Linked DNA regions of Mus musculus: regions 1 and 3 are each linked to region 2. A link is a contact called in public HiChIP or PLAC-seq and promoter capture Hi-C data. All regions are on one chromosome and are shown on one strand. The core of a region is the stretch at or near the end of the contact, and the rest is flanking DNA. Distances in the headings are between cores, read along the strand shown.

Region 1 (4,485 bases), core at 1,046-3,545, 460 kb after region 2:
TCCCCATGCTAGATCTGTGCCATCTCCTTGGCCCTGTTTTTGACTTTATTAACGTTGTGTATGAATTCTTGCACATTGCTGCAGTGGTGGTGGAGGGAGGGAGCTGTGTAGACTAGGCTCTCTTTTCCACCATGTGGCTTCTGCGGATAGTGCTCAGGTCTTCAGCTTTCCAGACAAGCACCCTTTACCCGCTGAGCCATTTTGCTGACCTGAGATTGGCTTTTGTAAATCTAAAATCCTTATAAATTAATATAAGAAACACCATTAAACCGGGCAGTGGTGGCACGCACCTTTAATCCCAGCACTTGGGAGGCTGAGGCAGGTGGATTTCTGAGTTTGAGGCCAGCCTGGTCTAAAGAGTGAGTTCCAGGACAGCCAGAAACACTGTCTCAGAAAGCAAACAAACAAACAAACAAAAAGCCCACAGCATGCTGGAGAGACAAGTGAGTAGCCCGACTGAGAGACAATAGAAAATATCCCCACATTGGGACTTAGAGACATCTAGCAGATGATTACCAGGGAAGCCAGGTAGCTGGCGTTCTGGATCCAGAGAGTGCCCCATGGAAGAGTGACCCCTCGAATGAGGCTTCCTAGTGAAGCGACATATGACAAGTAGATGACATCATCAAATTGGGGCTTACAAACACCCAGCAGAAATCAGCTGTGGACGATGAGGTGGTCAGCTAGAGCGTCCATTCAAGCTTTCTCTCCTCATAAATTCCCATGGCTGAGCCTGTGCTCCTCACCCCCACTGCAGGCTTTTTTTGGGGGGGGGCGTTGAGACAGGGTTTCTTTGTATAGCCCTGGCTGTCCTGGAACTCACTTTGTAGACCAGGCTGGCCTCAAACTCAGAAATCTGCCTGCCTCTGCCTCCCGAGTGCTGGGATCAAAGGCATGTGCCACCACGCCTGGTTCCACTGCAGGCATTTTTAATGTATTTATTTTTATTTTATGTGCATTGGTGTTTTGCCCGCATGTATGTCTGTGTGAGGGTGTTGGATCCCTGGAACTGGAGTTACAGACAATTGTGAGCTACCATGTGGGTGCTGAGAATTGATCCTGGGTTCCTCTGGAAGAGCAGCATCCAGTGCTCTTAACTGGGGAGCCATCTCTCCAGCCACACCACTGAAGGCATTTTTACATCACAAGATAAACACAGTAACCCCTGCTGGAAATGGTTTACCTTGTAACTGTTCTCAAGGGCACAATGTTTCATTTGGACTGTCTTGCGTTAGCTCCCTTCCTGTCACAGATATCCGGACAGCAAGTTCCAGAACAAAGAGTTTTGGAGGACGCTTTGAAACAAATATGTTTGGGTCTGAAATGGGGGTCAGGGGAGGCAACCCCATTTCCAGAGTTGGCCTGTCAGTGAATGAAATCACACACGCCAGCTTACCAAAAGGATGCCCATCACACCCTTAAATATACACTACCCACCACAGGCTACTTTTCAGATCCAATGCAGATACCACAATGACTTGTGGCTTCAGCTTGCATAGGCTCATGCTTCATTCCAATTCAGTGTGATTCAACCGATTCAGGATGAAAACCAGTTGCTTTTATGAGCTGGCCTTGCCACAGGGATGGAGGCTGGTATGCAGGAAGGGAAGGACCCAGGAGCGAACAGCCTGAGGTGAGGGGATGCTAGCTTTTTCTCAGTGCCTCCCAAGCTGGGAATTTGTCTCAGGAGCCTGACGTGAAGATCCAAGGCAAATGTGCAGTGCTCAAGCTATCACTGGTACTCTGCTCCGTGATACCTACCCTCGGGGGACCAGAACACAGAACAGTGATACAGGTTCATCTCTAAAGAGCTGCCTTCCTGATGCTGGCCTGACCGATATCAGGTTCTGGCCTACACAGCTTGTCTGTAATTTGGGCAAAGCTACTGGTCATTCAGGTGAACAGAGCTCAACACCATCTGAGCCCTCCCCTCCCCGCCCCCACACCTCTGCCAGCTCCTGGTGGCTGTGTGCAACAGTCTTGACCCCAGCAAAGTGTCTGGGCTGAGGAGGGAAGAGCAGAAAGCTTCTTCCTCTAGAGGGTTCTGTCCCTTCAGAGCTCTATGTGGTGACCCCCACCCCGCTTGCTCCTCTTCCAAGGATCCTGAAAGAAGCTGAACATGGCCGCCCTCCTAGGATTTTAGGTCAAGTCCTTAGCTGGAGCCAGGCAAGGACTGGGCCTGGCTCCTTTGCAAGGCTGACTATAACTCCTCCCATCTGCTCTTGGCCCTTCTGTCCCCACACCTCTCCACAGTGTCTACCACACAAAAAGAGGCAAGCAGGGAGGCGGGTGAGCTGGGAAACTCCCGTCACCCGGCTGCCAGCTGAGTATAATTAGCCCCGCTGCTTTCACAGAGACAACACTGTGTGCCTGCCAAGGCCAGTGCTAGCTATCTGTGGCTTGTTGGCTGCTTGCTTCTCAGGGCATTTACGCCTCCAACCTCCCTTCACTAGGAAAAAAAAAGCAAAGGCTGGGACAGAAGGTTACAGTAACAGAGACGCCTGGAGCTTGAGGACAGGCCCTAGACCTAGTGGAAATCTTAGGGTGGTTCTTTCTTCAGAGTCCCCCTCAGCCCTTCTGCCGCTTCGCCACTCATAGAAGTGAACAGTCAAGCAGGAAGTTGCGTGCACGTCTACAGCCAGCAGCTGCCTTTCCTGGCGGAGGGTTCTTGTAACAGAAGCCTCTTGGGCTCTTGGGGGCTGGTCACTGGGCCTCAGCTGTCCCAGATGACAAGCTTCAAGTGGTTTTTGCTTTTGAGGAACCGACTGCTCAAGCCCTCATGGACCTCTAACTGACTCGTGCCCCAGGCCTCTGCTGACTACAGCTCTATCTATTCCTTTCACACACTCCGGCTTCCACCCACTGATTTCCATCCTGGGCTTTGTGTCCAAGGAGATGTTGGTTAAAGCATCGTTTTGCTCCCCGAACGACGCTAGGCTGTGCTGAAACTTTGAGGGGAGGAAGGACAGCCGGAAAACATGAATCCTGGCTTGACAATGAATATATGCACTCTGCCCTCCCCTGGGACCCTGGACATCAAGTAGTACATCTGCATTGCAAGTGGACAGTTTTCTTTCTTCTTAAAGATTGATTTGTTTATTTGTATGTGCACGTGTGTGTGTCTGAATGCGTTTACCTACACCGCATGCGTTCTGGTAGCCGGTGGAGGCCAGAAGGCATTGGATTGCCCTGGAGTTTTGGAGTTATAAGTGGTTGTGAGCAATTTGATGTGGTTGCTGGGAACTGAACCAAGGTCCTCTGTAAAAGCACTAAGTGCTCTTAACCACTGAGCTGTTTCTCCAGCCTCTGGACAAAGCTTCTTGTTCAGCGGGCAGTGGTGGCACACGCCTTTAATCCCAGCACTTGGGAGGCAGAGGCAGGCGGATTTCTGAGTTCGAGGCCAGCCTGCTCTACAGAGTGAGTTCCAGGACAGCCAGAGCTACACAGGGAGACCCTATCTCAAAAAACAAAACAACAAAACAAACAAACAAACAGCTTCTTGTTTCTGCTGAAGGCTCTAGTTACCCACACCTGCTAGAGGTGCCGGTTTCTCCAGATTTCTTAGCCACTTCTCGGGCTTCCATCTGTTTTCATCCTTGAGTCCCTGAGTGATGACTCTAAGACCAGTCCCTTCTCCACTAGCCTTTCCAAACTCCTTGGAGATAAACATTCCTTAAAGTTCATATAAGGTGCCATCATGTTCTTGTCCCAAACCCAGTGGGATACTACAGTCTCGACACTCCAGTCTCATGTCAAAGCTTTTCCCCTTTAGCCCAGGTTTTCTTTGCAAGCTTGTCACCAGCTCCTCTCCACACTGGCCAATTTATCTTTCAGACTGACCATCTGTCTACTTATATTTATCGCAAACCAAAGCAGATAGAGATGGGACAAGGACAGAGAACAAGGAAGCAATTCATATGTCCATTGACAGACCTTGATATATATATAGGGTGACTTTGAACTTCAGAAAGATTTTGAGGGATTAGGGAGCTGGCTCAGTGAGTAAACATGCTTGCTTGTGCAAGTCTAATGAGTTCAATTCAATTCCTGGTACCAAGGAGACAGCATGAACAACTATCTCAGGTCCAGAGAGAGCAGTTCACAACCTGCTGCCCATCCCCCCTCCTCTGGCTCTTACATTCTTTTCGCCCTTTCTTCTGCCATGCTCTTGGGTCTTTGTGCAAAGGAGTGATGCAGAAGGCCCCTCTATGGCTGAGCACTCATGGTCACTTATTCTGAGCACTTTGATTAGTTACCACTCTCGACCTTAACTGCTGCCCAGATTTGAAGGAGCCTCTCTGGCCAAAGCTGAGAGCAGTGTAGCTCTATGTTGCTTCCTTTGCTGTGATCAAACATCATGATCAGGATGGCCTAGTTGGTCATCAATGGGAGGACAGGCCCTTGGTCCTGTGAGGTTTCTACGCCCCAGTAATGGGAATGCCAGGGCCAGGAAGTGGGAGAGGGTAGATTGGTGAGTGGAGGGGG
Region 2 (4,390 bases), core at 188-2,687:
TCTAACCCCCCTCTCCCAACTCCCACCGCCTAGCTCTTGGTGCTCGAAAGGAAAACCAGGGGCGTCCGGGACCCCGCTATCTCCCACTCCTTTCCCCACGCTCCGCTCGACTACTCCCTCGCAGGTCTCCTGGGGGCGGAGACGCCGAGTTCCCCGGGGACCGGAGTTTAGTCACCAAGAAGAGGCGGTGACAGAGCGTGGCTCTCGTCGCACACTCCCAGGCCTAGGCGGCGCGGGACGCGAGGCCGCCGCTCAGGACACCCGTGCCCCAACGCTCCCCGGCCCCGTCCTCCCGGCCGGTGAAGTAACCCCTTTGCCCCCAACGCGGAGCGAGCCTCCACTCCCGCCCCGTCCCCACCTCAGCCCCGGCAGCCTCCCACTACCAAACGTCAGAAGCCACGCGCGACCGCGAAAAACCCAGTCCGGGGCCAGCCCGCTTCCTGCCCTCGGGCTCGGAGAATCCCTCTCCGGGCTGAGGCACCGGGGCGGCGCGCGGGCTGACCCGGCGGGGATCCCGGAACCGGCGGCCGAGCGCGTGCGGCCACGGCGGGGAGGGGCGAGGCGGGGAGTTTCCGCCCGCCCGGGCGAGCGCGGCGGCTCCGAGCGGTCGCCGGCCTCCGCGGGCCCCGCCGCCAGCCGCCCCACGCGGTCACGGCGCGCGGGGGATGGGCGGCCCGGCCACCCGTCACGAGCCCCGGGAGAGAAAGAGGAGACAGACAGACAAAAGGGCGCGGGGGCGGCTGTCCCCGCTGCGCGGCCGGCCTTACTCGTAGTGGCGGAAGATCTCGTTGGTGACTTTACAGTAGAAAACTTCCTCGTCCGGCCGCAGGTCCCCCGGCGGCTTCTGCCTCACGAAAGGCTTTCGGTGAAGCAGCGGCATCTCCCGGCTGCGCGCGTCCGCCCGCGCCCCTAGCAAATTGGAGGGAAAGGAGAAAGCCGGTAAGGTCGGGGAGCGCCGGGGCGGCTCGGCTGCCTTTTGTGTGACAGACGAGTCCGGTCCTCCCCGCCGCCGGGGTGCCCAGTCTGTCGGGCGGCCGCGGCCCCGGCGCGCCCCGCGGGCGCCTCACAATGGGGCGGACGCCCGGCGGCGGGCGGTGCGGCGGCTCCCCCCCCCACCCCCCAGCGCCGCTCCGGGCCGCCGCACCACCGGTCCCGGGACTCGCAACGTGCTCGACGCATCCCCGGGGCTAGGCGGCCACGGAGCCCGGGCGCCGCCGCGCTTTGTTCCCGGTTCCCCGGGACGCCGGCTGGCGAGCCCCTCACCTGCGAGCACTTGCCCGCCGCCGCACCTTCCCACGAGGAACGCCGCGAGGTCCCGGCCCGCCCCGCCCCGGAGTCTCTCCCGGCCGCCGCCGCTCCCGCTGCCACTGCCGGGCTCCGCGCGGGGATCGCGTCCCGCCGGCACTTCCCCGCCTCTCCGCGCTCCCGGGAAGTTTCTGAGCTACTTTCGGCTCTGAAGGAGGAAGAGCTGTGGGGAGGAGCTTTTCGCTTCTCGCTTCTACCTTTTTATTGGCTACTGGATGACTTTTACAGCCTGTCACTGATACAGGAAGAGAGGGCGAAGAGCCTGGGAGAGCTACATTATTAATTAATGGAGCAACCCCTCGTGAGGAATCAGAAGCATCCTCCATGTTTGAGATTATCGGCCAGAAGATCTGGGGAAAGCGCTAGTGTTCCTTAAACACATGGCAGACAAAGTAAAGTCTTCATCTTTTCCAATGGGCCACCAGCGCCCAGCTATTGAGTTGAAAAGGGGATTCCGGCTCCGATTTAAATTGCGTTTTGAAGAAAGGAAGAATAAGAAACGAAATCGCTAAAACCCTCAAAGTATTTTGCATGCGTAATCATCCATCTTGAAAGAAAGAACTTTTTTTGACACCAGTCCTTCTTGATACTTAAAACAATTCAAAGAGTTTGATAGCTCAGGAAAAGACAAAAGTTTGAAATGTCATCTCACTTATATGATCCCCCTACATATTTAAAACTAAACCCAGAATTTTTAAAAAGTATAAGTAACTTATAATCTACAAGTAACTTAAGGTCAATTTTCAGTTCAATTAGAGTCCTAACGATGTTAAATTTACTACCGAGATGTCTCATTAAACAATTTTCCCATATCAGTAATTTTCACAAATGAAACCAAATTTAATTCTTATAAGACTTGGGACTTTTGAATTGAAAAGGATATTCTAAGTTAGAAGTCATTCAGAATGTTCACCAACTTTTAATAATTTTTGCCATCACTCTATTTGCTTATTTGCAAATTAACATGTAAGAATGAGTCTAAAAGTATAACTGAGGAATAGTCTTCCAGTAAAATGTTACTTTTTTTCCTAATTACTAATGCTGTGAAATGATTTTAAAAACTGGGATCTTCTATAACTATTTGTATGTGGGTGGTGGTGTTTAAGACTATTTACCAGTTATGAACTTCTCAAACTACTATGATTATAGAACGAGTAAAATAATACTTGGTGAAAGTCTGTTCTATGGCACTAAAAAGCAGTTAATAGTGTGTGTGCATACACATTTCTGCATGAGCATAGCCACAGAAGCTTACAAGTCTCCCAGTGGCAAGTATATACGTAAGACTGTATGCTTTTCAGAGAAGTACACAGTACACACTTAAAGACTTGGTGTTTTGAAAATTGACCTCCAAATTTCTGAGTTCGAGGCCAGCCTGGTCTACAGAGTGAGTTCCAGGACAGCCAGGGCTATACAGAGAAACCCTGTCCCGAAAAACAAACAAACAAAAAACTTTTAAAAAATTGACCTCCAAATAATATACAGAATAATAGTAAGAATTCTCTAGGAAGTAGTTATTAATAGCACCTACAACAGTCCCCTAAACAAGGGGCAAGAAGAAAATTTAATTTACAAGGTGAGTGTTGTGTGTGCGTGCATGAGAGAGAGACAGAGAGATAGAGACAGAGAGAGAGAGATAGGTGAACCCAGGGGCCTAAGCATGCTAAGCCCCTAGCCTGAGGTCTGTATTAGCACAGTATGCATATAATCCAAAAGTTAAAATAAGTGGGAATCTAGAAAGGGATTAAACTCTCTGAATACTTCTAGTTTTCAACTTACTATTTGCTACATTTTAAAAATTGTTAAATTATCGAAAATCGAGATAGGCAGGCAAATGGCTCTGTGGATTAAGACACTTGTCACCAAACCTGACTACCTAGGTTCCATTTCCAGAACCCACATAGGGGAAAGAGAGAACCCACTCCCATAGATTGTCCTTTGATCTCCTCTTTTGTGTGCCCCCCCACTCCAATAAGTAAATATGATTTTAAATTTTTCTTTAAAAATTTAAAAGCAAGTGTTTATTTTCTTATTATAAATACAAATATTGACTATTTAGATTATTTTATTATGCTCCCAAAATTAAGATTTTATTCTTTTACCTATCAAATAAATACTATCAAAATCGATTTTTCTGTTCTCATACTCAATTTTCAGTATACTTATGTTCTGGGTTTTATGTATAGTTTATTTAATTTGTGACTGTTAGAAGGTGTTATGTAAGCTTAGAAAACTAAAATTATCATGTACAAAAGTTTGTTTTCTTGGGGTCATTAGGATAAGAATGGCCCCCATAGGCTCAGATATTTGAATGCTGAGTCACCAAGGAGTGAAATTCTTTGAAAAGATTAGACCGATTAGGAGGCGTGACCCTGTTGGAGGAAGTGTGCCACTGGAGGTGTGCTTTAAGGTTTGAAAAGCCCTGGTAAGGTCCAGGCTCTCTCTCATCCTCTGCCTGTGGATCAGGACACATCTTTCATCTATAGTCAGACCTCAGAGGTCTAGAGCCACTGTTCTCATATCAGACTGAGGGCCTCCCATGTGAAGAACAGCGCAGAGCTTAGGTGTGTTCTAGACCTCTGCTGCCCAGGAGAATCACCTGTGAGTGTTTAGAAAATACTGATGCAGATTGTTTTTTGGTTGGTTGGTTGATTGGTTGATTGGGTTTTTTTTGTTTTTGTTTTTGTTTTTTTGTTTGTTTTTTTGAGACAGCGTTTCTTTGTCTAACAGAGTCATGGCTGTCCTGGAACTCGCTCTGTAGAAACGTCTGGCCTCAAATTCACAGAGATCCAACTGCCTCTGCTTCCAGGGTGCTGGACATAAAGGGGAGAGCTACCACAGCAGGCTGATTCAAAATGTTATCCAGCCTCTTCTCGTTAGAATTAGGAAGTATAAGATGTTAGTAAATGTGGAAGAATTGTCTACAGCCATCAGTAACACAATGATAGTTCATGTTTTCCCAAATGCTTATACTGCAGACTTTAAACGAATCATAGGGTTTTCATCCCAAGCTTAGCACAGTTTGTCTTTTGGTTTTGCAGATGAAGACACTGAGGCTGGGGAAGTTATGTAGGTAAGACACCAG
Region 3 (4,354 bases), core at 1,146-3,645, 410 kb after region 2:
CGAACTCAGAAATCCACCTGCCTCTGCCTCCCGAGTGCTGGGATTAAAGGCATGCGCCACCACGCCCAGCTATATTTATTGTTTTATATATGCTAGGTATTGTCCCCGTTAAGCTGTATCTGTGAGCAATGTTGTGGAATTCTGTCTTCTTGGCACTTAGAGTAAGAATGGAGGGATGGCAAGAAGTAAAGGTTTTGTTCTGGCTTTCTGGGTGTGAGCAGCCCGGAACATCAAAGACTGTGGAGAACCAGACAGTGTGGGAAGGTCTGCACAGGAGCCAGCAGGAGCGCCACAGGTTTCTGGAACAGCAGAGCTGCAGATGAGCCTGAAGCATGTCAGAACCAATGCTTCTCAGGCATCATCAGCCTAAGTCCACCCCCTGCCCCAGGTTCTCTGTGGGCATCAGGATGGGGCCAAGGCTGTGGTCATCTCTCACGAGGACAGTGAGGTACTGCAGAAGCTTAGCATGAGCAAGAAACAGGACAAGTTGCCCAAGATATGTGATGCCTTTTTGGCCTCCAAGTCTCTGATCAAGTAGGTCCCGATACCCTGGGTCCAGGCCTAATTAAGGCTGGCAAGTTCCCTTCCTTGCTGGCACACAGTGAAAATACCGGGCCATATTGACGAAGTGAAGTCCACAATCAAGATGAAGAAGGTGCTGTGTCTATTGTTGCTATTGCTTGAGGATGAGGAATGAGAGGTCTTACAACACCCACTGGGTTGTCTCTTTCTTAGTACCATTACTCAAGATCTGGTAAACATCCAGGTCTTATACACCAAGAGCCCTGTGCCTGCGTTAGAGCACATCCTACCATAAGGTGAATAAAACTAAGAATTATATAAGGAGCCAACTAAGACATCAGGAGCAGAGAGAGGAAATGCTGAAGATTTGACTGCTACAAGGTGTGGGCTCTAAATACAAAGAGCAGGAACTGGAAGGAAAGAGATGAGGAATCCTGGTTTTGCCTATTTTGGGTAATGAAATGTCTGTTTATTCTGATGGAGGCAACTAGGGAAAATTCAGCTTCAATGGACAGTGCAGTGCAGCCCTAGATATGAGACATCTGGATTCTAAGGTACTAACAGAGGGCTTCCCCTAGCAGTCTTACAGAGAACTTCTCCGTGACTGTTCAGGCAAACTGTAGGTGTTATAGTACACTTGGCTGGGAAGACTGAGAAAAGTACGCAAAGGTCAGGAGTTAATCCTGATGTAAGGACCTGAGCTAGAACCAAGGGACAGCAGCTCTTATCAGCACACTTGGGAATTGAAGCTGGAAAGTACCGGGTGTTCCAGAGCGGCTGCTTACATGGGCTATTTTCTTAACCCGTGTTTCAATCTTGGATGTTGTACACCCTACCCCCACCCCCAGACAGCCTTCTTTTTCCTGTGTAGCCTTACTGTGTCCTGAAACTCATTCTGTAGATCTGGCTAGCCTTGAACCCAGAGATGTCTCTGCCTTCCAAGTGCTGGGATAAAAGATGTGTCCCACCACACCTGGCTTATATTTTTTTCTAAAGGAAGAAAAAAATTAGCTCGAGAAATTAAAACTTCCTTATGAAGAATCTCTTCAAATGTTTTGCTTTAAAATGGGTGCTTTTAGAGAGAACGCCACAGATCTGAATATTTCAGTATTACATCAGTAAATTGTTATAAATATTGCTGTAAACAAAACTTTTATTTAGGGAGGGGGGAATAGCTTAATAATATGCTTCGATTTTTATATTCACTAAATAGGGGCTGTGCCCTAGGGTGCACAATGTGCAGAATTTTACAGTTTGAAAAACCACCAGTTTTCCAGGAGTTGCTTCGCCGCCTTGGAATTACTCTCCGGTATCCAGCCACCAGCAACGATCTTGCTCATCATCAACTAAGACTGCTCAACCTCTCAAGTTCCCATCTCTGGGCCGCTGTCCAAAGGAAAGTCTTGCCAGACTAGAAGAAAACTTTTGTTATTTCCAGTGGCTTCTTCCACTAACCCTCTTTCAGGCCCTACATTTAAGGGTGGCTGTTGCATTCCTTTCTCCCCCAAAACGTAGGAAGAGAAGTGGCTGGTAAAATGAAGGTTAGGAAGAACAAAGCCAGACTCCGGGAAGACAGGAGAGCAAGTACAGGCGCCCAAACTGACTGCGAACGCGGTGACCATACTGTCTCCAGAGGTCACAAGTAGGCAAAGGACAACTGCAGGCACCTTGAAAACTTCCTCTTTTGGCCACTCTGATCTCCAGAACGCACTAACGGCCGGCTGCGACCCAGAGCCACCACCCGGAAGCCCGCGGACCGCAGGCCGGGCGCGCGAGGGCCCGCCTACTCAGGGGCAGTGCTTTGGGACGTCCCGTCCCCACCGGAAACACCGCCAGTCCCTCACCAGAGCGGAAGCAGCTCCGCCGGTGCTCCGGAAGCAGTAGCCATAACTTCCGGGAGGGGGCTTGGGTCCCTGGTGTGTGTGCTACGGGGTGCAGACTGTGTTTAAAATAGCAGGAACGCCATGTCCCGGGGTTCCAGCGCCGGTTTTGACCGTCACATTACTATCTTCTCTCCCGAGGGCCGACTCTACCAAGTAGGTGAGTGACTCAGGGCCTCCTGCGGGACCTCCGAATTGCTCTGTCATGCTTCGGCCTGGAGCGAGCGGACGCGGCCCGAGGATGGTTCGGGGGCTCGGAGAAGGGCCTGAGCCAGGAAAGCAGCAGGATCGAGGTCGGGCCCGCTCTCGTCTTCCCAGCCCGGTCTGCAAGCGGGCTTGGAGGCTGAAACCGAAGCGTAGTGCTCTTCAGGAGCGCCTTACTGGCCAGACACAAAGCAGTAGGGCTTTGCACTGTGATGCCCGCCTTCTGCCTTTCGGAGTCCCCCGTAGCTCAGCGATTCTCAATCTTCCTAATGCTGCGCCCCTTAAATCCAGTTCCTCGCGTTGTGATGACCCTCAGCCATAAATTTGTTTTCGTTGCTACTTCAAAACTATGTTTTTTTTGTTTTTTTGTTTTTTTACTTCAATGAACGGTAATGTTTTTTCAGATGGTCTTAGGCGACCTTGTGAGAAGGTTTTGGTACTGGGGGTCGCGACCCACATGTTGAGAAGCACTGTTTAGCATCAGTCTACCTGGAGCCTGAGTCTTCCCTTCGCTGAGAGTGGTTGGTTCTTTAACCATCCAACTTAAATGCACACACACCACACACCCTCAACCCTCCTCTGCAGTATAGATAGATGACTTGCTTTGTGGTCAACTCTATACAAGTGTGTAAAGCCCTACCAGACACTGCTGGTTCTAGAAAAGAGATCAATGTCACTCGTCCCTACTGAAGCTGACTGCTTAAAGGAAGTGACAGGAAACCAAACGAATAAAAAGAGAAGAGTTCAGTATATGCAAAGTTCACAACTGAGAAATAAAAGAACAGCAATGAACTCCTCTTGAAGTTGGCACCCCGATTTTAACCCCCACCTGTAAGAATGCTTCTATAGTTTAAAAACTGGTTCTCAGTCTAGTTGAGGCACGGTGTGTTAGTCTTTACTAAAGGAACAGCTTTAATGGACGGAAACCTGAACTTAGCATCAGTTACTCCATGTAACAATACATTTTGGTAAGTTGAAGTCGCGGCAGGGTTTGGTCTAGGATTATAGGACAGACTTTTAAGCTCTTGCCATAGAAAACTTAGTGTCAGAAGGGCGAGACATACATCTGGTCCATGATAATTTTATTTTGAAGTTTTTTATCTCAGTGTCTTGACAAGGAGAGTCATACTATCTTGGTTGGAAATCCTAGAGTTGGCCTATAAATGGAGTTCTACTCACCTATATGCTTAGATTATTGTTTGAGTTGTTGCTTTCCCTCTTTTACTCAGGGCATGAGGTAGGCGTTGCTGAGAAAAAAACTGAAAGAGCAGTGTGAGCAAGGAGGAGAGTGTGCAGAGGTCAGGCCTTGCAGGCACACCTGGACTACCATGCCTGCTGTGCCTGCTGTGCTCCATACTAGCTGGCCTGCCACCATAGAATCTTTGCTCAATTTCTGTTTGCAAAATTGGGCTAATAATTCCTTCTATTGTGTTTTGAAGATTTAAATTAAGCAGTACATATATTGCTTATTGTGTGCTATTATATATTGAGTACTTGGTATAACAGGATGCCTGTTTGAAACTTTGACTTAAAAAATAATCTATTCAATTAGTCCCTCTGTAGATACAGAATCCCTTTCTTTGGGTCCATCCTTCTTAGTTTGCTAGTGAAGTATATTCACAATATTGTAATTGCTGTGCATTAGACTAAACTTTAGGTCTCCCAAAGATCCAGAATCTAAGAACTATAAAAATGCAAACTGTTAACCTAGATAGCTGTGGAATAATATAACAAACTGGGGTGGTGAT

What was found. Promoter capture Hi-C pulls out the DNA fragments that hold promoters and counts their contacts. HiChIP or PLAC-seq counts read pairs in DNA pulled down with a chosen protein or histone mark.
Region 1: a contact with region 2 is called in a promoter capture Hi-C map of pre-B cells. The contact joins the enhancer-like site here to the promoter of Baz1a in region 2. A contact is called at or near these places in 3 of 39 promoter capture datasets (the C10 cell line and pre-B cells), 3 of 115 datasets of contacts at active chromatin or transcription factors (bone marrow-derived macrophages, memory CD8 T cells and pancreatic cancer cells) and 1 of 9 other capture datasets (adipose tissue).
Region 3: a contact with region 2 is called in an H3K4me3 HiChIP or PLAC-seq map of embryonic stem cells, with 10 read pairs. The contact joins the promoter of Psma6 here to the promoter of Baz1a in region 2. A contact is called at or near these places in 7 of 39 promoter capture datasets (the C10 cell line, the HPC-7 cell line, cranial neural crest and 4 more), 2 of 484 Hi-C or Micro-C datasets (embryonic stem cells and nephron progenitors), 3 of 115 datasets of contacts at active chromatin or transcription factors (double positive thymocytes, embryonic stem cells and extraembryonic endoderm stem cells) and 2 of 9 other capture datasets (adipose tissue and liver).

What each region holds. Positions count from the first base shown.
Region 1 is chr12:55,444,571-55,449,055 of GRCm38.p6, forward strand. No RefSeq gene overlaps it. Among named protein-coding and RNA genes, the nearest start is that of Gm36571, 14 kb to the left of the region's middle. Within about 2 kb of position 2,296, at least 352 of the 459 cell types and tissues checked have an H3K27ac peak or open chromatin away from gene starts, as enhancers often do. A contact at or near this core is called in adipose tissue, memory CD8 T cells and pre-B cells, where this site is marked.
Region 2 is chr12:54,984,899-54,989,288 of GRCm38.p6, forward strand. Baz1a (bromodomain adjacent to zinc finger domain 1A) reads right to left here and starts at 1,438. Exons shown (of 27, transcript NM_013815.2): 1 at 1,264-1,438; 2 at 768-909. The coding sequence starts at 880.
Region 3 is chr12:55,396,430-55,400,783 of GRCm38.p6, forward strand. Psma6 (proteasome subunit alpha 6) reads left to right here and starts at 2,396. Exons shown (of 7, transcript NM_011968.3): 1 at 2,396-2,562. The coding sequence starts at 2,487.